Linked DNA regions of Mus musculus: all the other regions are linked to region 5. The links are chromatin contacts, called in public Hi-C, HiChIP or PLAC-seq and promoter capture Hi-C maps. All regions are on one chromosome and are shown on one strand. The core of a region is the stretch at or near the end of the contact, and the rest is flanking DNA. Distances in the headings are between cores, read along the strand shown. Region 1 has its middle 37 kb from the start of Car13. Region 2 holds the start of Rbis (ribosomal biogenesis factor). Region 3 holds the start of Lrrcc1 (leucine rich repeat and coiled-coil domain containing 1). Region 4 holds the start of Car13 (carbonic anhydrase 13). Region 5 holds the start of Ythdf3 (YTH N6-methyladenosine RNA binding protein 3). Region 6 holds the start of Mir124-2hg (Mir124-2 host gene (non-protein coding)). Region 7 holds the start of E2f5 (E2F transcription factor 5).

Region 1 (3,400 bases), core at 804-3,303, 1.5 Mb before region 5:
CCCTGCTAACTAGGGGTTCCAACGGTTGGAAGATTTTTCAGAGGAATTATACTTACATAGGATCTTGGCAGAACATCTCAAAATTATTTGGCAGAACACTTTATCTTCTCAGGGTGGGTGTAGGTCAATTCTCAGGCAGGTGTGGATTTAAGTTGAATTCCAGAAAGGTTCAAGTTATGATCTAGTCAAATGCTGAGACATAGAAATTAAAATTTTATGGAAAATAAAAGCGAACTTATTTTGACCTTGTAACAACAAGATGGCTACTGATATTAAGATGGAGTCAGGCTGGTTCACCCACCGTATGCCACATGCCCACCTGAACAAACTGCTCCTTGTCATGTACACTGCCAGAAAAGTTCCCTTGGTAAAATTCAGAGAGATTGAAACATTAAGAGGATATGCTTCATTTAATTCTTCCTAAGGGAAAAAAATCTTGGAGATAGCGATTTCAATATGCTAAAATTGCGTATGTTCCATTTTTTTAAAAGTAGATGACACCATTTTATTTATTTTTAAATCTCTTTTTCTTGAAGTTTGGGCTCATGTCCATTTACCTGTGGATGGCTCCCAGGGATCTTTGATAATGTGTCTAGACAGATTTCTCAGTGGTACTCACTGCCCATCCCCCTACCCAGATCCTCTCTGGAAATGGTGGCTCTCCCTGCAAACTCTCCTCAACAAGGGTGGCATTAGCTACTCAGGTCTCACAGTCTTCTGCCCATTTTCTGTCAAAACTATATAGATGTCCTTAGCAAGCTGCCTTAACATCTGCACAGCTGGTCCTGCCCCATCGCTGCTGTACACTTAATGTATAGCAGCCGGTGGGATTGTTACCCAGCAGGTCAAAGGTCTTCACACTGAGGAGCACCACTCAGATTCCCTGACCCAGAAAGTCTAGATGTGTCCTAGGGAATTCCTCATGATTTGAGCACTGCTGTTCTACCCACTCCCTTCCCCAAACCCCACCCTCTGTGCTGACTCATCAACACATCTTGCTTTTAGAACATTCTTTTTCATATTCCCTTGGAGTATTTTTCTCCACACAATTCATCTGGGTCGTTTTCTCATTCTTTTTAATGTTGCTTCCTCAAACTGACTTTCTGGAACCCTGCTCCTGAAGATGTGTTCCTGTTTGTTTCTTTTTGTTTTTCTTACCCCAGTTTCTTACTTTTTTCACAGTACAGTAAAATTAACAGCATAATTCAAGTATTTCTGCCTCCCTCCTCCCACCTCTCCCAGTCTCCACGCCTCTCTTCCCCTTCTCCCCCCTCCCTCTTTTCTTTGTCTCTCTTAAGGACAGTAGTTTTATTTTGTTAAATAGTGTTCTAGCATGACAGAACATGGTAAATACCAACAGATGATTATTTCGCAAGTAGTTTTTCATGGACATTAGAAAGAGTATATGGATTGCAGTGTAATTGAATTTCTGTTAGTTTTATGCTTCTATAGATGACTATGCATAGACTGAAAAATGTGCCTTCTTGTTTGTTCGGAGCTTGTTGTGTAGAGTAGGTTGGCATTGAACTCTTCAATGATTCTCCTTACCTCTACCAGCTGAGTGCTGGGACTGCCACAGTGTGCAACTCACTATTTGTTTGTTTGTTTAAGCTAGCTTTACTAATACATTATGTGCAAAGCTTTCTTCAACCACCCCTCAAAAGACACTACAGCTTTGGGGTGTTATTGCATGAGTGGACATGGACATGTAAAATACATAAGTTTACAAACTCTTTCAGTGTTGTTTCATACTTTGAACTGCTGTGGCCATTTTGATAACATAAGGAACACATTTAGTTCCTCACACCATACCTGTTAAAACAGCATTGTGGTGAGAGACATGTTCCAGAAGAGACCCCAGGAGAGTGTGAGCGGGCGCGAAAGTAACTCTTGCAGAAAATGAGAACGCGAAGGAAAAGTGATTCTAGCCTAGCAGCGGGTAAGGAAACGTTAACAGGGGAAAAGAAAATCCAGGGAAGTTCTTCTAAAAACCTCCATGTTTCATCCTCTTTGTAACCAGGAGGTGGCACTGCTGGCGTATAAAACTGATACTCTCTGAGGATGCAGACCAGGTAAGTATGTGGAAAAGTAGAGAGGGCAGCTTAAAACCACCACTTTGCTCACTCTGGTCAGCGCAGATTCCCAGCTCCTTCCAGACAGCATTTCCTCTTTATTGCTAAGACCCGCAGGGACTGTTTCATTGATGCTTATTAGTAACTCAAGCACACTTAGTGTCTTGTAGTTTCTTTGCTCTCATCTGTCTCCCTCCTCCCCTTGCCTCCATGTGTATCTCCTGGCCATCCTCCTCAGGGAGCAGCAGCCTGCCACCTGTTCTGGTACCACACACTCCTCTGGGTGCCACACAGATCCCGCGGGACCCTGCTTCTGCAGCTGCCAGGGAGGAGAGAGGTTGGGGGAAAGTTCATTAACAGTAAACAGCCTGCGCGGCCTCCCCTGGGGTGGGAGTGGGGGATGGGGGAGAGTTTCATAAGGGGAGTGGTCTCAGGTGCAAACCGCTGGATTTAAGTCCTGCTATCAATGCTAGGAGAGGGGCTTCACCTGCACCCCTCTACATAATTCTTTCCCAAGTTTTCGGCAAATAGAACCCTATGCGTGAGTACTGGGTTAACCGAGGGCCTGAAAGCAATTACGCAGGTGAATGCCAAAGGCTCATTTATTACAGGCTTCTTTTCCACAGCCCATCGCCAAGCCCAGCTCCGCTTTTCTGCTGCTAAAGAGGAAGACCTTGTGGTCGGAGCTCCAAGTAGTCTGCTATCTGGTTCAGCTTCACGGTTCCCCTCGTGTCCCATTCACATAACCACCCACCCACCCACCCACCCACCCACACAGTTCTACTCCTTAAAAGACATTTTTGGAATTAAAGAAAACAGACATACAAAATTTCTGGGACTTTGGTTATAATTTTGAAGCTCAGAGGCCCAGGAACTCCGTTTTTTTCAAATAAATGTCTTTCTTGTGTTTTGAGGGCCTCGGTTAACTCAGCCATAACCGAGATATCCAAGCCAGCCTATGAGCACTATTGATGGAATATCTGAAAACCTCTTTTTAAATGTATTTACTTATGATGATGACGATGACGACGACGTCAACGACGACGATGACGTCGACGACGACAATGTGTAGGGGTATTTTGCCTGCATGTATGTCTGTGTACCACTTGTGTGCCTGGTGCCCTCGGAAAGCAGAAGAGGGTGTTGTAAAAGGAGTTACAGAAGGTTGCGAGGAGCCACCATGTGAGTGCTGGGGACGGAACCAAAACCTCTGGGAAAGCAGACAATGCTCTTAACCACTGAGCTCCATCTGACTGAGTACTTTTAAAGTTGAGGTTAACAGTAGTGGCCATGACAGAAGGGTGATGAGTAAGGTAAAATAGCTGGCG
Region 2 (3,468 bases), core at 546-3,045, 1.6 Mb before region 5:
AACTTCTGGTTTAAAAAACAAAATCCCACTGTTAGTTTACATTTTGCTTATAATCAATGCCAGAATACTTAAATACTCACCTTCTTAAGATTAGTAGTAACTGGTTTTGCCTTGTTTTTAGCCTTGAAAGTTTTGTGGCTAGCTATATGAAATACATTCCTGGACTTCTGCCCTTTTAATTTGTTCTTGGCCATTGTCTAGAAAAGAGAGTAGGGTTCAGTTAAACTGCTTATATTTTGAACCACAAATCAATGTAAAATTTTAAGGTATCTTAGTTCTGATTATTTTAAAAGTTGTTACATAAATCCTGTTTTTCATTCCCAGACATTTGCCAGGTTTTGAGGTAGGAGGCACACACATCTCAGTCCTTGCTGCATCCCTAGCACCAGGTCTGAGACACCTAGTTAAGGGCTCTTGGTTAAACTTGGTATTGTCAACACACACAACCGACCCTTTGTGGTAAATACCATTATCCCCATCTTACAGATTTAAAAAGTGATGCAAAGGTTTAAAGCCATACAAGTTAGACTAGCGGTCACTATGATATACTGCTTTTCTCATGAACATTTCTACATTCCTGCTACATTTCCTGCTTTTGTTTGATCATAAGCAAACTCATGCCAGGCACCTGTGGTAGGTATTTACTGAAGTTCATTATCTTCACTTGCACTATATGCTTTTGGCTGCTTTTCTGCTGCAACTCTGGCCCACAAAGACTGTTTTGTTTATCTTTCTCTTTACTGAAAGTTTCCCAAAGTTTTGCACAAGTCAACTGCACCCAGTGGTAATTTTTATAAAGTATGAAATGATAAACTGCCCAGAAATTAAAGTCATCAATGGTTGCCCTGACATACACTGGGCAATATGTCTTGGTCTATTCATCCTTGGTACTACTGGCTCTGGCCTAAAATCTGTCATATCTTCCCTTTCCATTTTGCTCTAACTTTCTATCTTGGCTAAAACTTCCACCAATACAGCCTCAATATACATACACAGGGAATATGCATATACAGTGAATGTGCCTGGCATGTTTTTGTTTTTTAATCAAACAATATGGATGCACAATGTGCATATATGTTCCCATATATACAACATATAATGAATGTATTGTGCAAATACATATATACATATGTATTTACATACATACATAACATACATACACACATAACACACTCTTGAACCCTAACAGTACTTCTGCTCAAAAATATTACAGTAGAAAATGCATGCGTACAGGAGTAAAAATAAGTAAAAAGTCATTCAACCTGTTATCTAACCTCCTCCATCCCATCTACCCTCTCATCTATTACTTACTAATTATTTACTAAGTCTGAAGTAATAAAGAATGGGTACGTATATATACACAACCAGATACTTTACATGCACAAATATTAACATCAACATTAAGCAAACAAAGGATAGTGTTGCAGACTCAAATGACGAGCGATGCTTACTAAGATGGAAACACAGAAAGATTCGAGAAGATCTGCAGCCTAACTAAAACCTAGATTTTGGAAAAGTGCTATTTTAAAGTTGTGATGAAGACACTGTTAAAATACCCTGCTAAGGGGTGGCCGCAAGGTTTCGGGCCTGGGCACCCCGGGAGTTCGATCGCCCACGAGGAATCGATAGAGGACTAGAAGTTGGCAGAACAGAGCCCTCGGAGCCGCCGCAGCCAGCATTCCCACCACGCCCTGCCTGAGCCCCAAACATTTCACCCCAGCGCTCCGAAAAACCCCATTAGCTTCTCACCAAAGTTCACGCGGCTGCTCAGGTTCACAGTGACGCCATCCACAAGCTCAGGACACAGGAAGTTCCGGGAAGACGAGCCAGTCAATTGAGAGCTTTCCAGCCGTAACCCCACCCACCGAACCGGCTTCCCCGAGCGGGCCACGCCCTCAGCTCCCTCTGGTGCCTCTTAGCCCGGCCCTTCACAGTAGCCTGGGCGGGGCCTGGCGTGTCCGCCGTGACCCCGCCCACTCGGAAGGAGCCGCCTTCGAAGGGGAGGAGGAGTCGACTCAGTGGAGCTTCGCCTACTAGCATGCCATGGACGTTTTTCATAGGTTTAAGCTGGTACTTGAGAAGAAGCCTCCCACCGGTGAGGTTCCACGCATCGCCTCGCTAGGACCCCGCGCCTTTGACCCGGTGGTCGTCACCCACGAAAGGCGAAAAACATTCTCGCCAGAGAAGTCTGTCCTTCCGGTCTCAGATGCTTGGTGTCACCAATCGAAGCCGCGGGCCCTGCAGTGTCCGAGAGGTGGCGCCACGACCGAGGGCGGCGTCCATACAAGAAGAAAAAGTTCGCATCCTTTTCAAGTTACTTACTTGTTCAAAAAAGAAAATTTCCTACAGCACAGCAGATGTACAAGAAATCATTCAAAATTATATATATATATTTATATCCAATTTGTATTCAAAATGCCTGTGAAGTTCTAAAAACATAAGTACCTGTGAAGCTCATATCACAGGTAATGATGCCCTTGAATTAGATCCCCTTGCCCCAAGAAAGGCAAAACAATAAAAGTCTACCTTGTGTGAGAGTAAGAGTGATGCCACAAGTAACCAAACTTATAGAAAAACATTAAACTATTTTGCAAAACTAGAGTTATGAATTCTGAAGCAAATGAGAGGGGCATAAGTATGTTCCTTAAATGTGAAGTTATTGACATGTTTGTACAAGGCAAAGCAACATATGTAAAAGAATACCATCGTGGTTGTAAAATCTGTGGAGTGTAGCTTTTAGTTTGAAATGGTGACATAAGGCTACATATACCAAGGAAAAACATAGTTGTACAGGTAAAAGCAGAGGAATTATACAAGGCAAGGAGACATCCGTTTCTGTGTTATTGTCAGCTAACAAGGCAAACTAGAAAGGTTAATGTATTTCCCTCTGCCTCCTATATAGAAGGCTATTGCCAGATTCAGACATTGATTATTTTCTCAGCATCCTTTCTGGGTAACCCCTTTTATCACATTAAGTGGTCCTTGTTGGACCTGGTAAGACTGGGCTTCCCTACAGGGGCTAGGGAGAATGCTGCTGCTTAGGCTTAGTGGGGGCTCAACAGAACACTGGGAAACTGGGACTTCAAGCGACCATCCCATCCAGCAACTGGGAGAACATAAAGGCACCACGATGGGAAAACAACTGGACCTTTGAAATATGGCCTGGCAGTACTACTGGCTTAAGTATTGTAACCAGAAAACCCACAATGTCTTATGATTGCCTGGGTTCAGTTGTAGCTGGAAGAACAATGCTCAACTATCAGAGATAAAAGATCAGGCATACCTTGAACTTTTTTTTAATCCTATGTACTTGAAGGGATTTTGAGTCTATTATTACAAAAAATTGTGAGAATTAGTGAAATCTAAACCAGAATAGGATGTTATGGTAATAAAGATAAGGAACATGCTAACTCAAAATGCCATTTTATTCTGTGACCAAATGATCTATTAAGTATAGGAAAAAAACGA
Region 3 (3,429 bases), core at 401-2,900, 1.6 Mb before region 5:
CCCACAAAGAATCAAGAATTACAATTGTTCCCCAAAGTTTCAAGCGTTCCCTATTCCCAGGCCTGTAGCCAAAATAACAATAATTGTAAACTTATCATTATTTAACCTTTAATCTTTGAATTATTATACTTCAGAGCTCAGAGCTATGAGGCCAGCTACTTGCATTTTCTTGTGACGCTCTAATGATAAATGACATGGGCAAAGCTGCCAGGCAGTGGCCAGAAAGAATCAAGTTAACCCTTAACTCAATAGTTCTGCTAGCTTTCTGCTTTTGCACATTGCACACAATGGCTTTCCTAAGAGTCCCAGTGTTTTGACTTAGGTTTACGAATATATAATTTTATGTATCTTTACTTTCTTATTCAGAAACCACTCTTAAATGTTGTGCAAAATTTATTTCATAATTTCAAAAAAACTATTCCTTTCTTGGGATACCAATGTTGGCTCTAATTCATTTTCTAATAATTTCTTCAAACTTTCTTTGCAAGTCAAGCATTAATCTGGAACTATCATTGTTCAGTTATTATATTGTTTTCAAGATGAGAACACACAGCAGGCACCATTAGGACTGTGCTGTGCTGTGTCCCTATGCCTCAATTTTTAACTGTTTAAGAATCAAGGAACGTCTAGTTTCACAGAATTCACCAGAGCAGAAGGGAGAAAGAAATAAGAAAGTCAGATATAATAGAATAATTATGCCCACCAAGACCAACTGAAAGACAGGCACCCACAAATGAATTCTATACAGCTGTTATTCAGGGATAAGATTAGAAGTGGGAACGACTGTTTTCTACAAAGAGCTGCAGTGGGCTACTGAGATGTCTCCATCCTGGCCTACTGCGGGCAGTCGCTGTCATGGTATGCTGTCCCCAACAAGTTATTTATGTGGTAGCCAGGAAAACTGTATTTTGGTGGCTGTCTCCTTATCTTTGCAATGCCTTTGTGTGGCGGCTACACATCCTTGAGGCTGTAGATAGGTTGTCCCCACTGTATAAAAAACTAAAACATCAGGATATTTTCCCACACGTGTGCACTAACAAAGGTGTACAAACTCTTTGGCATCGTTAGAATATCTTTTTCAACATAGTCTGAACATCCCCTACCATTTTGTGAGATTTTCTGAAGAACTGTGGAAATAAGGTCCCTGAAAGGAGATCAGTCTATCAGTTGGGAGGGAAAGGGGGTCAACTTATGTCATGACTGTCATCACCTACCAAAGAAAAATTTTATACCACAATGGAAAAACCATTGTCTCACCAACTCTACCTTGAAACAGCCCAGTGAAGTATCTTTGGAGTGTTTGCTTTTGCAGAGGCATTGAAGAGTGTCTCTTGAGCGAATTCTTTAAAAAGCTGAACATTTTTTTCTCATCACAGGGAGACCAGCATACATAAATAAAGGCATTGCACAAATACTTAAGGATTTAACAGGAGTTCAGTGACCAAAAACGGGGAACATTACTATGTCTGCAAGATCACGTCACGAAGTATAAAAGCAAACTATTGAGAAAAACGCCTCCATATGGCAGTGGGCTATAAATAATGTTCAGTAGCCCACTCATTCCAAACCAACAAATGGAAAGGCTTTACTTTAAAGGCAGATGCCGTAAAAGTCAAGCCCTCTTTGAGCGGCGCCGTTGTCCTGCTTTGCGGCCGCGCAGGGCGGGGAAAGTGCGGCAGGCGGTTAGAGTCCTCGCCCCGCCCCTTGCTCACTCCCCGCTCCCGCTTTTGGAGGCGTGAGCAAGCTGGGACCCAGCGCTGGGCGCCGGTTAACACCCACTCCCCGTCGCGGGTACCATGGAGGCGGCGGTGTGTAGCGAAATCGAACGGGAGGATGGCGACAGCAGCTGCGGGGATGTGTGTTTCATGGACAAAGGCCTGCACAGGTAGCTGCCGCCACCCGGTTGGACCTCGGGTTGGCTGGCTTCGGAGAGCCGGGCTTGTGCAGGAAGCGGGTTCCTCCCCATCCTCCCAGCACAGTCTGGGGCTCCTCTCTGTCCCCCAGCATAGCCCGGGGTTTCTCTGTGTTCCCCCTGCACGGCCCGGGGCTTCTCTTACTCCTCCCAGCATTGCCCTGGCTTCCTCCCTGCCAAGCCCTGAATCCCTCCTGGCTCACTCAGCTGAGCTCAGGGTTCTTCCGCATCCTCTCCACAGATCCCGGGGTTCCTTTCTCTCCACCACCCAGCGCAACCTGCGGTTCTTTCTTACGGACCTGCTGAGCCCAAGCTTCCTCTTTCCCCTCTCCTCGCCCCCACTTTCGCACCCCCTAGCTGTTGCTCTTCCTGGTCTCCTTCCAGGAGCCTGAGAAGTGGGGCAAGCAGCAAGGCAAGCCTTCTCTACTCCCTGCTTACATCTCTTGCCTCAGTTCTCACCCGTTTTTAAGTTCTTTTGCATAAGACACAATCAGAGACATATCCATACAGTTGTTGAAAGTACCAAATATAACTCTTACTGACCCTGTTTTATGTTACTGAGACTGCTCAGTGGTTTTTCAGGCCCCTGGATTTTCCATACTCTGTGAGCCTTACCAGTTCAACCTAGACCCTCTCTTGTTTTTCACTGGCCAGTTAGCTATTTCTGAGATCCAGGCATTTCTGTTACAATATTCTCTGTCTTTGTTGAGGTGCCTGCTCTACTCCATCAGAACCGTGGTATTTATAATATAATGAAAACAATTTAGTCTCAGGCCTGATCTAAGGGTTGCCAACGAAGAGGTTTTTTCAAAAGAATGCTTACATTTATATTTAATAATGGTTATCGCTTTGAGGATGATGTCTATGTGAATGTTATATGTGTTATTACTAATCACCACAGCAATTATGCAGGGTCGTTTTTGTTTTGTTTTGTTTTGTTTTTCTTCTTCTAGTAAGCAATGACTCTGGGAATTTATATTTTAGATACATTATATAACTTGACAGTGTAACTAGTGAGCAAGTAAATTCAACAGTATTGATTTCTGATAGGTCAGAAAACAGATTGCTATTAAGAGCATATAATAGCACAAAATTTGTCCCTAAATAATTCTGTAATTGCCAGATAATCAGCAAATACTTCAGACACCTTTAGAAATTGGTGTTTTGAGGTTTGCAACTGTTTCCTTGCTGCCAATAAGTAGGTTTCCTGCAACTTTATACTAGCTAGCATAAAAATCTACCACAGATGCCCTTGACATTGTGTGTGCTATTCTGAACTACTTTTAGCATCTCTGAGCAGTGCACTGTAGTTCCATGGAAATACCATTCTACTCGGCATGCTCAATTTATAAGTGGTAGTAGTGGGAGTAAAGAGATGATTTCAGTTTAGAGAAAATGCATTCCAGCTTGCAGTTAGAAAGGACCTCAGCTTTTCCACCAGCAAGAAACATAATTAAGGTTTTTGGTGTTTTGTTTTGTGTTTTGTGTTTTTTGGAAACTACATTCTGGACTAACTA
Region 4 (3,323 bases), core at 551-3,050, 1.5 Mb before region 5:
TGTTCACACTTCAGTCTTCATTTTTCTTGAGTTTCATGTGTTTAGGAAATTGTATCTTATATCTTGGGTATCTTAGGTTTTGGGCTAATATCCACTTATCAGTGAGTACATATTGTGTGAGTTCCTTTGTGAATGTGTTACCTCACTCAGGATGATGCCCTCCAGGTCCATCCATTTGGCTAGGAATTTCATAAATTCATTCTTTTTAATAGCTGAGTAGTACTCCATTGTGTAGATGTACCACATTTTCTGTATCCATTCCTCTGTTGAGGGGCATCTGGGTTCCTTCCAGCTTCTGGCTATTATAAATAAGGCTGCTATGAACATAGTGGAGCATGTGTCCTTCTTACCAGTTGGGGCATCTTCTGGAATAGAATTGAAGACCCAGAAATGAACCCACACACCTATGGTCACTTGATCTTCGACAAGGGAGCTAAAACCATCCAGTGGAAGAAAGACAGCATTTTCAACAATTGGTGCTGGCACAACTGGTTGTTATCATGTAGAAGAATGCGAATCGATCCATACTTATCTCCTTGTACTAAGGTCAAATCTAAATGGATCAAGGAACTTCACATAAAACCAGAGACACTGAAACTTATAGAGGAGAAAGTGGGGAAAAGCCTTGAAGATATGGGTACAGGGGAAAAATTCCTGAACAGAACAGCAATGGCTTGCTCTGTAAGATCGAGAATTGACAAATGGGACCTAATGAAACTCCAAAGTTTCTGCAAGGCAAAAGACACCGTCAATAAGACAAAAAGACCACCAACAGATTGGGAAAGGATCTTTACCTATCCTAAATCAGATAGGGGACTAATATCCAACATATATAAAGAACTCAAGAAGGTGGACTTCAGAAAATCAAATAACCCCATTAAAAAATGGGGCTCAGAACTGAACAAAGAATTCTCACCTGAGGAATACCGAATGGCAGAGAAGCACCTGAAAAAATGTTCAACATCCTTAATCATCAGGGAAATGCAAATCAAAACAACCCTGAGATTCCACCTCACACCAGTCAGAATGGCTAAGATCAAAAATTCAGGTGACAGCAGATGCTGGCGTGGATGTGGAGAAAGAGGAACACTCCTCCATTGTTGGTGGGATTGCAGGCTTGTACAACCACTCTGGAAATCAGTCTGGCGGTTCCTCAGAAAACTGGATATAGTACTACCGGAGGATCCAGCAATACCTCTCCTGGGCATATATCTAGAACAGTCTTCGAAGGTGAGTTTCTACTGTTCTGTAGGAGCGCACACACTTCTCTTCTCAACTCCTTCCTTCTTGCACAGTCAGAATGGCAGTAAGAGTTAAGAACCAAGAATCCAGTAAGTTTGGCTTCTTCTATGCAGGGCCAAGTCTGCAAGATGCTGGAGTAAGCAAAAAGGAATCAGAGAAGTGAGTTATGCAGATGGAAAGGCTGGAGCTGTCGGGGAAGGGAGGGCTGGCCCGGGGAGGTGAGCACTTCCTAACTAGTAGTTCTTATTTTAAGTGGTGGTTATTACAGCTATCGGCATTGATGTATGTGCATGTGTAATCACCACTGCCACCTCCATCAAGGTCCCCTGCATTTCCCAGACAAGATCTCCAACTCCAGCAGCAGCTCCTGCCTGGGTGAGTCATTTCCAGAAGGGCTTTTTCTGGGGTGGACTTCTCAGAAGGCAGGAAATCCCCATTGGAAACCTTTCTGGCTGCTGAGCACAGATCCCTTTCCCCACTCGGGCGCCCCCTGCGGGTGACGACCGTGCCCTCGGGTTTCGGGTTCCCGGGTTCGGGGTGCGGGCGGCCCCGCCCTCCACCCAGGCCCGCCCAGCTCCTTGGCGCGGGCGCCCTGCCACAGGTCCACAGTGTCCCTGCCACAGGCTCTCCATCGAGGACCATGGCGAGGCTGAGCTGGGGGTACGGCGAGCACAACGGTGAGCGCGGGCTTCCAGAGGGGGCTGATGGGGGCTTGAGGGAGCTCTGAGCCCCGTGGGGGGGTTGGGGGTCAGGGCCTGGTCCCCGCCGGCTCTCTCCAGAGTGGACGGCGGCATTCATTCAACTTCACTGGAAAAGCTCACTGCTGTCCCGAGAAAGCTTAAGAGGTCAGAAGTCAGATGACACATTTGTAAGGAAACAAGGACAACTGAGCCGCGAGAGCTCCCAGATCACTAAGTCACGGGACGCCTTCCAGGCGCTGTTGAAGCAATCTTGGTAACTTGTAATTTGCATACTGACTTGAAGTTAACTTGGGGCTTGTTCTTCAGTCTTACTTTCCTACCGTACCCATCCTTTCAGAGACCAAGGTTTAGCAAACGATTATAGAAATTATAATATGGTGTTAAATATATTTATTGATAAGCATGGCAACTTTTCTTCATCGCCTAAGTGTATTAGGGATAAGACATTCTTCTTGTTCATCGTTTGAACTGATTGCTTCAATTAATTACTCAAAAGAATTGCAAAGAAAAACTGGGAAAGCACTGATAGTCTTCAAAATGGAGTTTGTGGATAATAATATCAAAAACTTAAATTAGCATATACGTTATTGGATAATATTCTATAGTACATTTAATGAAAGTTTACGGAAAGTTTTCCCTTCTTTTATTTTATTTTCCCCCTTTTTGTGTTTTGAGACGAATCTTACTCTGTAGCTTAGTCTGGGCAGAACTTGTGGTCATCCTCTTTTCTTGGATGGAAAAAAAAAACTCGTTTCTTATTGCAGCTTATTTGAGGTCGTGATGACATTAATGTTATTTTTAAAATGACATCAGATGAAGTTTAGATTTTTATGAATGACATTTATAATTTAGATGAATTTCTTAAGCCAAAATAGCAATCTTATGTTTCATTACCTTCTAATTTGTGTGTTTGAAAGACAATCTTTACACATTTCAGTTTTGTCTCTGAAATCATTTTGTTTGTTGTTATTTGGCAGTTATTAGGTGCCAGTAGTGGTACCCTCTCTGTGGTTAGGGAGAAGGTTGTGTTAGCCAGTAGGTACTGATTGTACCCGAATAGGTACCCGAATAAGTATTGGTTTCAATAAAATTCTCCAGAAAATTTAAAATTTCAACTTAGAAAGGGCATTATAATGAGGAGTTGTTTTACATCTTGTTCATTTTTTAAATCTTAAAAAAGATTTATTCTTTTTTTAAAAAAATATGTTTATGAATTTTTGACTTGTATGTTGTGGAAGTTAGAAGAGGGCATTAGATCAACAAGGACTGCTGCTGGTTTTAGCCTCCATGTGGGCCGGGAAATCGAACCCAGGTGCTCGGCAAGAGTATCAAGTGTTCTAACTGCTGGACCTTCTCCCCAGTCCCCAGTTTACATTCTAG
Region 5 (3,429 bases), core at 865-3,364:
TTCAAAACAACACTTTAAAAAGTATTTCTCTGTATTCAATTCTGTTAACTATTAGTTTTACCTTACTATATACAGTATTTAGATATCTTACATTTAAAATGCATCATTCAGTCCTATAAACTATCTGTGCTTGGCTCATCTACTGTTACTTGAAGGTAATACAGAATCTTAAAAATCTTAGTATAAATACTGGAAAAAGTTTCAAAGAAAAATTTAAATAGTACTAGCTAGCAGAGTGAATTTGGGAAAGAGTTTTACACACAGGTCATTACTTATTATGTCTCTGTTGTCATCTATTATTCTTCCTGGGTGGTAACATTCTTGATCCTCAGTTGAACATATATTTCACAATACATGTTTCAGTTCCCTTGCAACCAAGAATTTTCAGAGAACAATGTTGTAGTTAGTAGGAGGTAGACAGGTGTGGGAAATAAAATTGCTATGAAATATCCGGAGAGAGCACTCTGCTCTCCCTGCCTGCCCCGCTCTTTTCTCTTTCCTTTTAGTGTGGTGGGGTTGTGATGATGGCTGGAAGGAGAACAGCCACCTCTGCGGCACTGATGGAGTGTTCTAGAGGTGATCCCAGGGGCACACACACGGGGATCGGAAAAACATTTTCAGGAGTGGTTCTCTCCTATCACGTGGGTTCCAGGTATAGAACTCATGTTGTCAGTTTTTGGTGTAAGTGCCCTTATCTGCCCAGCCATTTTGCTGGCCTTGGACTATTTCTTAAACTTACTTTGGAGCCAGGCAGTGGTGGCGCATACCTTTAATCCCAGCACTCGGAGGCTGAGGCAGGCTGATTTCTGAGTTCGAGGACAGCCTCGGCTACAGAATGAGGTTTTAAAAAATTTTTAATTTTTGAAACGTAGCCTTGGCTGTCCTGGAACTCATATAGATCAGGCTAGCCTCAAACTCACAGAGATCCACCCTCAAGTGCTGAGTTTAAAGGTATGTGCTCCCTCACCCAGCCTTCAATTTTTGTAGCAGCAGTTATCACACAAGATACTGTGACTATTTAATCAATTATATTGCCTGACATTTCAGGAGTACTCACTGAGTTACAGTTTTGATGCGGGGACTCACTCAGTGAAGAAACAAGAAGTGGCTGATTATGTATGTCAGGCCTTAGTTTACTCATGACGCCAAGGTTTAGGTTAAGAGACTTCTCCAAGGTTATAAACTAATCATTGCTAGGTAAGAATTCAAACTGAGATTCGTGGAATTCCAAAGCCATGCTTCTCAGATAGGAGTAAAGTCAAGGCCTGCAAGCCTTTTCTATTAGTTTTCGCTATGCACTTTCAACTTTCCAGCCTCAATTCCTCTTCCGACAAACTCCTTGAAAACCAAAAATGTTTTTGGGAGTGGGAGCTAGGTAGAGCAATGTAGAATAAGGGGGACCTTGGGAAATGGACTGATTTGCAGCTCAGGGTCCGAACAGAAGGAACACAAGAGAAAGGGATTTGGGTTGACCACACCTAAAATTGCCTTTTGAGGATTTGCATGAGAAGCAATCTTGACACAGTGATTCTAAAATATTGTGGTACTACATATAGAAAACTGTGATTTTCCTAATTTCCTGCTTCATAGGTTAGCACTTAAACTGGGAGGTTTTAAAAGGATTTGGCTAGTTAGGAATGCACACTACACCACACCTGTAAAGAAATCTTACTTGGGAAGGAAATTCAATAAAAATGCCAAAATTATAATTGGACTGACTTTCTTTGTTTTTGCCAACAGGTAAGAAAGTAACATTACCAGTTTCTAGGGACATTTTAACATTTTCTTTTTTTCGGGAGGGGCAGCAGTCTTGCAACTGTTTCTCTTTCCGAAGGCTATTTTATTCAATAAAAACCAACCCCATCCCAGTAGAGAGTTAGAAAGCATTCATTGAGAGCGTGCTCCCGCACCCCGCACGCACGCACGCACGCCCGGTGGTGGCTGAGCGGACAGGCGCTGCTGGACCGCTTCTGTAGCCTCCAGGCTAACAACGCCCGAGCCCAACGCTCACGGTACCGCGCATGCGTCTAAAGTACAGCTGCGCCTCCGGGTCTCTGCCCCCCTCCCCTCTCCGATGACGTGCACGGCGGGGGCGGAGCCCGAGGCCGTGGCGGGAGTGGGGGAGGAACTGCGAGGTGTGCGTGGACGTCAGACTGGATAGCGGAAGGTCAGGACGGCCCGGAGCGGAAGTGGGGCTGAGGCGCCTGTCCGCCATTGTGGGCCCGAGGATCGGAGGACGAGCGGGGACGAGCAGTGTGCAGGCGGCGAGCTCGGGCCCCTTCCGCGACTCCCGAGCGTGAGCCCTCTCCCTGGAGCCTGCGAGAGCGGCGGCGGCGGAGGCCGGAGCAGAGCTTCGCGAGGGCGGTAGTCGACTGCTGTGAGTGCTCTCGGCGAGGCCCAGGCAGCGGCGGCGGCGGCGGCGGTTCCTCTCGGGTTACGGTGAAGAATGTCAGCCACTAGCGTGGATCAGGTGAGGGAGCAGGGCCCCGGCTCGGCGAAGGCCGGAGCTGCAGAGCTCCACCCTCGCGTGCGGCGCGGCTCCTCTAGCCGCCGCTAGCTCCGTAACGGCGCCGCGGGTCCCGGTTGTCGGGGCTGCTGCCCAGGCCGGCCTGAGCGCGGGCGGCTGAGTCTGCGGCCGGCGCCCGTGACCACAGGCCCGGAGGTCCCGGCGGCCGCCGCGGGGCCCGGAGCTGGCGGGTGCCGGAGGCGAGGCGGAGAGGCGGCGGGAGGCGGCCGGGCGGAGAGGTTGCGGAGGATCTGGTGGGGTTCACACCTACGCGGATTGTTCTGAAGAACTTGTTTGCAGTGGCTCTGTTTAACGCACTTTTCTTCCCCCTCCCCCTCTTTACCACCTCTGTCGTCTTGCTTCAGAGACCTAAAGGGCAAGGAAATAAAGGTGAGTTTGTTTGTTTGTTTTCCCCTTAGGTGTTCCCTTGATGTGATTTTTTTTTAAAAAAAACTGTAAGCGGTTTCTTTCTTGTTTTTGCACTTCTTTCTAAATATAAAGGATAGAAAAACATCCAACGCAGCTAACAGACAACATTTACTTAGCTCCTGGGTTTGTAGAAACCGAAGTACTAAGAAGAAACAGCTGTCTTGGTTGTATTTCAATGAACGTAATGTTATTTCTTCAGTTTACCATTTATGTTTGTTACATAACTTAGGTCATACTTTTTTCTACATTTGTGTATAGTTGGATAAGTTTTTAAAGTGAACAGCATTCTGTTTGAAATTTCGGGATTACATTTAAACTTGGCAAATCACATGGCGTTCTATGCCACATTGGGTGAAAATCATGCCCCAATCACTGAATAGAATCAGTGAAGTTGCTTGCAAGGAGACAACACCACTATAGAACTCCTAACAAGTATGTAATCTTACAGCAGCGCTCTGATTGGAAGGCGTGTCTCGATCTGGTTTCTTACAAAA
Region 6 (3,368 bases), core at 103-2,602, 1.6 Mb after region 5:
GTGGGGGGTTCTTGACTAGAGTTAGAATGAGAAATGGGGGTAGGAGCTGACAGTAGACTTAGCAGCAAATTACTGACAATTCAAAGTTTTTTGTGGTAAGGGATTCTACAATTTCCCAGAAGATGGGAGCACTAGGAAGGAGAAAAACACTCCTAAGTATCTTCCTAGCAGTGGCCTTGGGGGAGGGGGGGGTGGCAGGTGAGTGAGAGAGGAAGGTGGCCTTGCCACCCCACCACCTTCATTGAGGTAGAGCAATGGCTTGGTCTGGATTCTTTCTGAAAGAGAAACTGCAGGAATGCAGAGTTGCTTTTTGCGCCCCAACCTACTTAAAGGAGTGGGAGCCAAACCCCTGCTCCCAACAACAAGCAGCATTTTCCTTATCAGAAGCCCTCTGGGACTCAGCAAGCTTGATAGGCTCTGGCTCTGATGTCCCATAAGGCCCACTCTGTGGCTGGAAGAAACATGATCAAAACCCATGGAACTCAGACTTCACTGACCACAGAGTCCTGCCTGGAAAAGTTGAAAACATTCTCCCGAGCAAGGCCTATTTGTAGAACTCCTCAACCTAGTGTCTGTATAGCAAATTCTGATCCTATTTCATATTAAGAACATACTTACGTTTTTATTTAGTCCAGCAGATTTTCCCAAATGACTTAATTTCTTCCTGAGGCAATTTTAAAAATTCAGAATATTATTGTTTTTTAAAAGGAAAGAAATAGAAAGGCTCTCATTTAGAGCACTGAGGGATGTTATCAGTGTGACCTTGACGTGTAAATGGAGAAGGCATGCTAGGTTTGAGTCCGAACTCTTGTCTTCTTGCGTATCTGAGATGTTCTCGGTCTGGCTAAGAACAGGGACATGAGGAGAGATTTGTTTTTAAAGGTTACCATTAGCGGTTCACTAGCTGAGGTTAGGAATTTTGTATTTTTATATTTCGTGAAATTCATGATTTAATTATACTCCTCAAACAAATTAAGGGCAGGCCTTCTACACAAATTGGAGGCAGCTAAATGCTCTTTTGTGCCTGCAGCTCTCGGATTGTTAAAGAGGCTGCTGATGCATGAGAAGAAGTGCCTGATTTAACTCATTGGGATGCAGGAAGCGACCTGCCCTCTTTTGAAAAAAAAGTGAGAGAGAGAGAGAGAGAGAGAGAGAGAGAGAGAGAGAGAGAACACTAGCTTTAGAAGAGCAAGAGGGTGAGTGACAGAGAGAGGAGAGGAGAGGAGAGGAGAGGAGAGGAGAGGAGAGGAGAGGAGAGGAGAGGAGAGGAGAGGAGAGGAGAGGAGAGGAGAGGAGAGGAGAGGAGAAATACAGGGGCAGGGGGTGTGTGCCAAACTCCTTCTTTGCTGAGTAGAAAGCTTCTGAATTTCAAGCAGAAAGTGGAAGGAGCTCCACAGAGCAATATCTTGGGCTGCGTGTGCAGAGCGTAGACAATGAAAATCTCCGCCCCCTCCCCCATGCTCTCAAGTCTTCAAGATTTTTTTCTTTCCTTCACAACGATGGAAGCTATGTAAAAATCAAATACACAGAGATGTATATACTTTTTTTTTTTTAAAGCACAGACTAACAAACCGAAGGACCTGACCATGGATTATTCAAGGACTCACCTGCTGTAAGTACTGTCTGTCTTTTCCTGGGTTTTTAAGCTCTGCTTCGCGCGGTGAACTGAGTGTTCCTATTGTGAGCAGAGTTGCTGCCTGTGTCTGTATGTTTTTATTTGTAGGGGCTTCCTGCATTGTTTTTGTTTTGTTTTGTTTTTCTGTACCTAAGCTGCAGCATTTTACCTAGGCTAGTAATAGAGTCCTGTTATTATGCTGTGGATTGTAGCAGTGGGCTGGGGGCAGGGGAGGCGCACAGATCAGGGTTTCCCGCGCTTTGAGCATCCTTAAGAGTTGCTGCCAGCTTAACATCCTCGCTGAAAGATTGGTTCCTGTCGCTCAAAGGGTAGGACTACGGAGCTACCGGACGAGCTCTGGGGACAGGATGGAGTCAAAAGGAGAGATCTTAGACTGGGAGATGATGGGCCTCCATCCCCACAACAACACACCTAGTTTAGAGCCCTCTGCTGCCCACCGCTAACACCCGTTGTCTTGGGAGGATTAACACGGCCCTGAGCGCTGCTTCTGGAACCGAGCCTTTCCTGCGTTTTTGTTTTGTTTTGTTTTGTTTTTAACTTAAACCTTAAAGCTGGGATCTTCTAGACATCAGGGCTAAGTGAGGATGCCTCTGTGTGTGTGTGTGTGTGTGTGTGTGTGTGTGTGTGTGTGTGTGTGTGTGTGTGTGTGTGACCAAACAATATAAATTGCCATTCGCGGAAGATATTTTCTAGCCTCTTGAAAATATGCAAGAATTCTGCGGCCCATGCTTCCTTTGTGTAGCAGGCAGCGCCAAGCGCTTTGTGCTTCGCAAGTAGAAAATGGCGAGTCCTATTGTGTTTAGGCCATTTTCTTCCGGTACAAGGATTTCCCAAGTTTTCAATACTTTGAGGGGCAGGAGCAAGAATCAGCCCTCTTATACCCAGAAAAGCAAAAGCGGAAGCGGCTATGGCTGGGCCCCTTGGCCCGGTGGGTATGGACCTTGCTTTGAAACCAAGGGTCTGTTTCCCTGCTGTCCAGATATTTGAATAGAAACAATTTGTACTGGTCGGTGCCCTTTAAAGATTTGTAGTTCTAGAGGGCATTAGATCATAAGTGTGTGGTTATACACATACATGAAAATAATACCTCTCCTCTGATAACCTGCAGAAAATGAAAACAAAACAAAACAAAACAAAAAACCACCAATCATTTGGGGGTGGGGTAGTGTATTGTGTTTTTTCCTTTCTCCAGTCATCCCTGGGAGAATCACAGGACAAGATTATTTTTACTCTACTGTGTCAGTCTTTAGATTTTTTTAAACCTAAGATGAAATGCTATTGGTATTGGGGCAAAGAACTACTGAGTAAGAAGCCTTAGTCACTTCATCATCATGCTGTCCTCACTGCCATAGAAAGTGCTGGGGTTAGTAGGGGGATTCTTCAGAATTGGCTCATTGTAGATGTGAGATAGCTATCTACACTGCCCACAGCTGTATGAAGATACAATAGAGACAGGACGATCTCCCAGAGGAGTATTGTTCCGTTCTTTCTCTCTTTTTCCTTGGAGTATCAATTTTATAAATTTTCTTGGTCTAGCTAAGCCATATTCAAAAGTAAACAAAGATGACTCTACAAGACTAAAGAGCTCTGTGTTACTTTTCTTAGCCAGAGGGGAGAGGGTGAGACAAAGTGGGCAGATGAAAATTTTATATCCTATTTATTAAAGATCTTTGTATAGGTGCATTGAGCGATCGTTTGTCAGTTCAGAAATAATGAAATGTAGCCCTCTCCC
Region 7 (3,287 bases), core at 11-2,510, 1.6 Mb before region 5:
AGTATTACTCGGTTGTTTAAAAAAAAAAATGACATCATGAAATATACTGGCAAATTGATGGAACTCAAAAACCTCATCCTGAGTGAAGTAACCCAAACTCAGAAAGATGAACATGGTACATACTCACTTATAAGTGGATCTTAGCTGTAAAGTAAACATAATGCTACAATCCCCAGACCCAGAAAGACTAAGTAACAAGACAGGCTAAAGAGGGTATCTCTCTGGAAAGGGTCAGTGGAATAGAATCTGCAGGTGGATTGGGGGGGCAGACGGGGATTTTAAGTGTTGCAGCTCTGAAGGAAAATGCTTCCCCTACAGAAGTTTTGCTCCAGACGCCTGGAAAAATTTTGGTTTAAAATTGTTTTCAGGATTTACTAGTTAATGCTGTCAGTTTCTCCTCGCGTTTTGTTTTTTTGTTTTTTTTTTTCCCTACTGTTAATTTGGGCATTCTTGCATGAAGGATATGTCTTCATTAATTCCTGCCAAATGATGTTTTTAGTCACCTACTACTTGTTAAGTGTGAAGGATATTCAACAGGTGCGAATACCAAGTTGTTTAAGATCTTGGGTTTTTTTTTGTTTTTGTTTTTTGTTTTTTGTAAACTTTTATTTATTTACATTCCAAATGTTACCCCCCCTTCCAGGTAGCCCCTCCAAAAGTTCTTCATCCCATACCCCCTTCCCTTTGCCTCTGAGAGGTTGCTCCCCACACTACCCCGACCCATCTTACCCACCCAAGGTGTTGAAGATTTTAATCCTGAGTCTCAAGTTTGCAAATAAAAAATGTGGGAGCACATTTCCTCCTCTTATATCTGTGATCTTACTATCGAGCCATAGTTTACGATGTCAATAAGTCAAAAGATGCTGCGATTGTCTCAATAATAGAATTATTGGGGAGCAAAAGAGTATAATTTTGTAAAGAACACTAAAGGCAGGTAAGGAAAGAGCTGGGGGTCTACTTCCTTCACCGTCAAGGCTCAGGTGCTTCTGTTTGCAGAAAAGGCTTTGGAAAAGACTGAAGGTCAGAGTCCCAAAACCTTCCGGGACGCGGCGTTCTCCTATTTACGCGAAGATGAGCCTTACAATACTTGCACCTGATCAGGGATGAGCGCTCCAGGCCGACCAAAAGCACGCTCCGCCTGAGGGAACCCGACTGCCCCGCCCCTCCGCGGAGAGTGCGTTACTAGGCAACGCCGCGCGGCGTCACTTCCTGCCATTTAAACTCGGGCCCACCCTCGCGGCGCTGGCCGCTCGTGTGAATCCGCGCGCTCTGTGGTGCCGTGCGCGAGCCGCGCGGCTCCGGGGACTGGTGGACGCGGGGCGCGCCGTGGGCGGGGAGCGGAGTCCGCGCACCTCCTCTGCCGGTGGCGGAGCGGCTCCTCGCCAGAGGACAGCAGGGCCGCGGCGGTGATGGCGGCGGCGGAGCCCACGAGCTCTGCTCAGCCCACGCCGCAGGCCCAGGCTCAGCCGCCGCCGCATGGGGCGCCATCCTCGCAGCCGTCCGCGGCGCTCGCGGGGGGCAGCAGCCGGCACGAGAAGAGCCTGGGCTTGCTTACCACCAAATTCGTGTCGTTGCTGCAGGAGGCGCAGGACGGCGTCCTGGATCTCAAAGCGGTGAGCGGGGATGGGGAGGGCGAGGCCCGCCCGAGGGTGCTGGGTCCACCACCCCCACTGCGCCGAGACTCCGGACCCGGAGGGGCCGGGATGGATGCGGGGGCCCCACCGACCGGCCACCGCGCGGCCCTGGCCACAAAGGAGCACCCGGAGCGAGCGCCCAGGAATTCGCGCTCTGCTCTGGACTCGCTTAAGGACCGACCGCTCTGCAGAACTTCATTCCTGTTTTGAAGAACTTTCATGCCAGTTCTTCGGAATGAAAGAGGAAAAGAGAAAACTTTCCACACCTCCTCTAAAGTAGTAGTTTTTAGAAGGGGACATTCTTCATCGAGAATTAAGAATTGGGAAGTAAGATTGGATTTGTTGGCTTAATTTAGAATCTTTCTACTTTCTAGACCTGAGATTTGCGGTCACACAGAGAGGGGTCATTTTGTGCCGTTCAGACTAAGTGGTGAAATTACTTAGTAAGCTTTATCTGGTTTTATAAGGATGTTTGCTTCGTTCTTTGCTATGGTTCGGATTTTTTTCAAACAACAACGTCCATTTAAAGCAGTTCAGTCATAGTGATTTAACCGTTCCTGGCAAAACTTGGAAGGATTCCACAACGCAGGGAAAGGGGAACAGTATGGGATCGTGCGAATTAAAATTCAGCTAGTACAAGGAGGTTCAGAAAGAGCCAATACTTCAAAAATAAACAAAATTGCTAGTTTACAGTCACAGCGAATAGCCTCTTATGACTCCTCACAGCTCCTGGCTTGAAGCTATTACCATCCTCAAGACCGTGGGTGGCCAAGGCATAGGAAATAGGAGTCTTAACAGGAGAAGCCTGCCTTCCAGAACTCTGCTGAGTGTCCTGTCCTGGCCCAGTGGGAGGCGCTGGCTTGTTGGCACTTGGATTCCCCCCTTTTCCTGGGTGTAGATGCCAGTTAGTGTCGGTTCATATTTGGAAATGTTACTCCTGGGACCTTTTTCCACTTTTATTCCCCCCACCCTACCCTCACCTCTTCTTTCCCTCCTCTAATGGGCATCTACAGTACTCAAATTGTATTGAATTCAAATGGTACGGTTTCCAGTTTCACTGGCGTTAATGAGGTCAGCAGAGAAACACCTGATGCTACAAAACACCCATTGAAATCTGCTGTTTAAAGTTAAATTCACCTGTAGTGGATGACTACATTAAAAAATTCAGAGAATTTCGGGGCTTTCCGGGTAAACGTGGGATTTGATGGTTTGTCCTGAAATATGCTCAAACCTCGGAAAATGATTTCTAGATTTAGTTGTTTGACTTACTTAACATGTATGACAGCAGGTTCTGGCATTGAATAGCAGAAGTCTGATATTCAAAAGTCTTTCTGTTATCTGGATCTATCCTAAAGATTCAAAGACTTCTGTAGTAATAAATAATTACTTAAAATAATAAGTAATGACTTACAGAGACCTGTATACCTTTCTTTTGGCTAGGTAGAAAAACATTTTACTTATGCATACTTTTTATGTTTATGAATACATATAAAACCATATGTATAAAAATGGCTTACACTGAAGTATTTATCCCTCGTGATGCTTCTTATAGTACATCATCGTGAGATATTAAGATATTCTAATAATACATGTTAAAAGATAGTCCTATTTACAATAAATTTCTAAGTGGAAATTTTAAAACGTGCACTTTAT

Evidence for each region. Promoter capture Hi-C pulls out the DNA fragments that hold promoters and counts their contacts. Hi-C and Micro-C count contacts between places; a contact is called where the count stands out from the background. HiChIP or PLAC-seq counts read pairs in DNA pulled down with a chosen protein or histone mark. Capture Hi-C pulls out chosen DNA fragments and counts their contacts.
Region 1: an H3K4me3 HiChIP or PLAC-seq map of pro-B cells shows a contact between it and region 5, with 11 times the contacts expected there. The contact joins the enhancer-like site here to the promoter of Ythdf3 in region 5. A contact is called at or near these places in 4 of 39 promoter capture datasets (the C10 cell line, hippocampal neurons, liver and 1 more) and 3 of 115 datasets of contacts at active chromatin or transcription factors (extraembryonic endoderm stem cells, large pre-B cells and pro-B cells).
Region 2: a promoter capture Hi-C map of liver shows a contact between it and region 5, with 7 times the contacts expected there. The contact joins the promoter of Rbis here to the promoter of Ythdf3 in region 5. A contact is called at or near these places in 8 of 39 promoter capture datasets (the C10 cell line, embryonic stem cells, hippocampal neurons and 3 more), 8 of 484 Hi-C or Micro-C datasets (B cells, CD4 T cells, LSK cells and 5 more), 14 of 115 datasets of contacts at active chromatin or transcription factors (the 230-238 cell line, astrocytes, bone marrow-derived macrophages and 9 more) and 2 of 9 other capture datasets (liver and macrophages).
Region 3: a Hi-C map of B cells shows a contact between it and region 5, with 8 read pairs. The contact joins the promoter of Lrrcc1 here to the promoter of Ythdf3 in region 5. A contact is called at or near these places in 5 of 39 promoter capture datasets (the C10 cell line, embryonic stem cells, hippocampal neurons and 2 more), 6 of 484 Hi-C or Micro-C datasets (B cells, the Ba/F3 cell line, LSK cells and 3 more), 11 of 115 datasets of contacts at active chromatin or transcription factors (the 230-238 cell line, DN3 thymocytes, the NIH/3T3 cell line and 8 more) and 2 of 9 other capture datasets (liver and macrophages).
Region 4: a contact with region 5 is called in an H3K4me3 HiChIP or PLAC-seq map of stem cell-derived neural progenitor cells, with 7 times the contacts expected there. The contact joins the promoter of Car13 here to the promoter of Ythdf3 in region 5. A contact is called at or near these places in 6 of 39 promoter capture datasets (the C10 cell line, cranial neural crest, embryonic stem cells and 3 more), 1 of 484 Hi-C or Micro-C datasets (the G1E-ER4 cell line), 5 of 115 datasets of contacts at active chromatin or transcription factors (astrocytes, embryonic stem cells, large pre-B cells and 1 more) and 2 of 9 other capture datasets (embryonic stem cells and macrophages).
Region 6: a promoter capture Hi-C map of embryonic stem cells shows a contact between it and region 5, with 10 times the contacts expected there. The contact joins the promoter of Mir124-2hg here to the promoter of Ythdf3 in region 5. A contact is called at or near these places in 6 of 39 promoter capture datasets (cranial neural crest, embryonic stem cells, maxillary cranial neural crest and 1 more), 1 of 484 Hi-C or Micro-C datasets (cortical neurons), 8 of 115 datasets of contacts at active chromatin or transcription factors (astrocytes, embryonic brain, embryonic stem cells and 3 more) and 1 of 9 other capture datasets (embryonic stem cells).
Region 7: a promoter capture Hi-C map of liver shows a contact between it and region 5, with 12 times the contacts expected there. The contact joins the promoter of E2f5 here to the promoter of Ythdf3 in region 5. A contact is called at or near these places in 15 of 39 promoter capture datasets (the 3T3-L1 cell line, the C10 cell line, the HPC-7 cell line and 11 more), 7 of 484 Hi-C or Micro-C datasets (CD4 T cells, CD8 T cells, cardiomyocytes and 3 more), 13 of 115 datasets of contacts at active chromatin or transcription factors (the 230-238 cell line, astrocytes, cardiomyocytes and 6 more) and 3 of 9 other capture datasets (adipose tissue, liver and pancreatic islet).

Annotation. Positions count from the first base shown.
Region 1 is chr3:14,677,363-14,680,762 of GRCm38.p6, forward strand. No RefSeq gene overlaps it. Among named protein-coding and RNA genes, the nearest start is that of Car13, 37 kb to the left of the region's middle. Within about 2 kb of position 2,054, at least 24 of the 459 cell types and tissues checked have an H3K27ac peak or open chromatin away from gene starts, as enhancers often do. A contact at or near this core is called in liver, pre-B cells and pro-B cells, where this site is marked.
Region 2 is chr3:14,609,461-14,612,928 of GRCm38.p6, forward strand. It overlaps Rbis (ribosomal biogenesis factor), which reads right to left and starts at 1,796. Exons shown (of 4, transcript NM_001099674.1): 1 at 1,750-1,796; 2 at 81-197. The coding sequence starts at 194.
Region 3 is chr3:14,532,138-14,535,566 of GRCm38.p6, forward strand. Lrrcc1 (leucine rich repeat and coiled-coil domain containing 1) reads left to right here and starts at 1,651. Exons shown (of 19, transcript NM_001163579.1): 1 at 1,651-1,885. The coding sequence starts at 1,797.
Region 4 is chr3:14,639,927-14,643,249 of GRCm38.p6, forward strand. It overlaps Car13 (carbonic anhydrase 13), which reads left to right and starts at 1,801. Exons shown (of 7, transcript NM_024495.5): 1 at 1,801-1,919. The coding sequence starts at 1,883.
Region 5 is chr3:16,181,051-16,184,479 of GRCm38.p6, forward strand. It overlaps Ythdf3 (YTH N6-methyladenosine RNA binding protein 3), which reads left to right and starts at 2,115. Exons shown (of 5, transcript NM_001145919.2): 1 at 2,115-2,470; 2 at 2,872-2,896. The coding sequence starts at 2,447.
Region 6 is chr3:17,788,569-17,791,936 of GRCm38.p6, forward strand. Mir124-2hg (Mir124-2 host gene (non-protein coding)) reads left to right here and starts at 1,353. Exons shown (of 3, transcript NR_033490.1): 1 at 1,353-1,612.
Region 7 is chr3:14,577,411-14,580,697 of GRCm38.p6, forward strand. It overlaps E2f5 (E2F transcription factor 5), which reads left to right and starts at 1,261. Exons shown (of 8, transcript NM_007892.2): 1 at 1,261-1,613. The coding sequence starts at 1,410.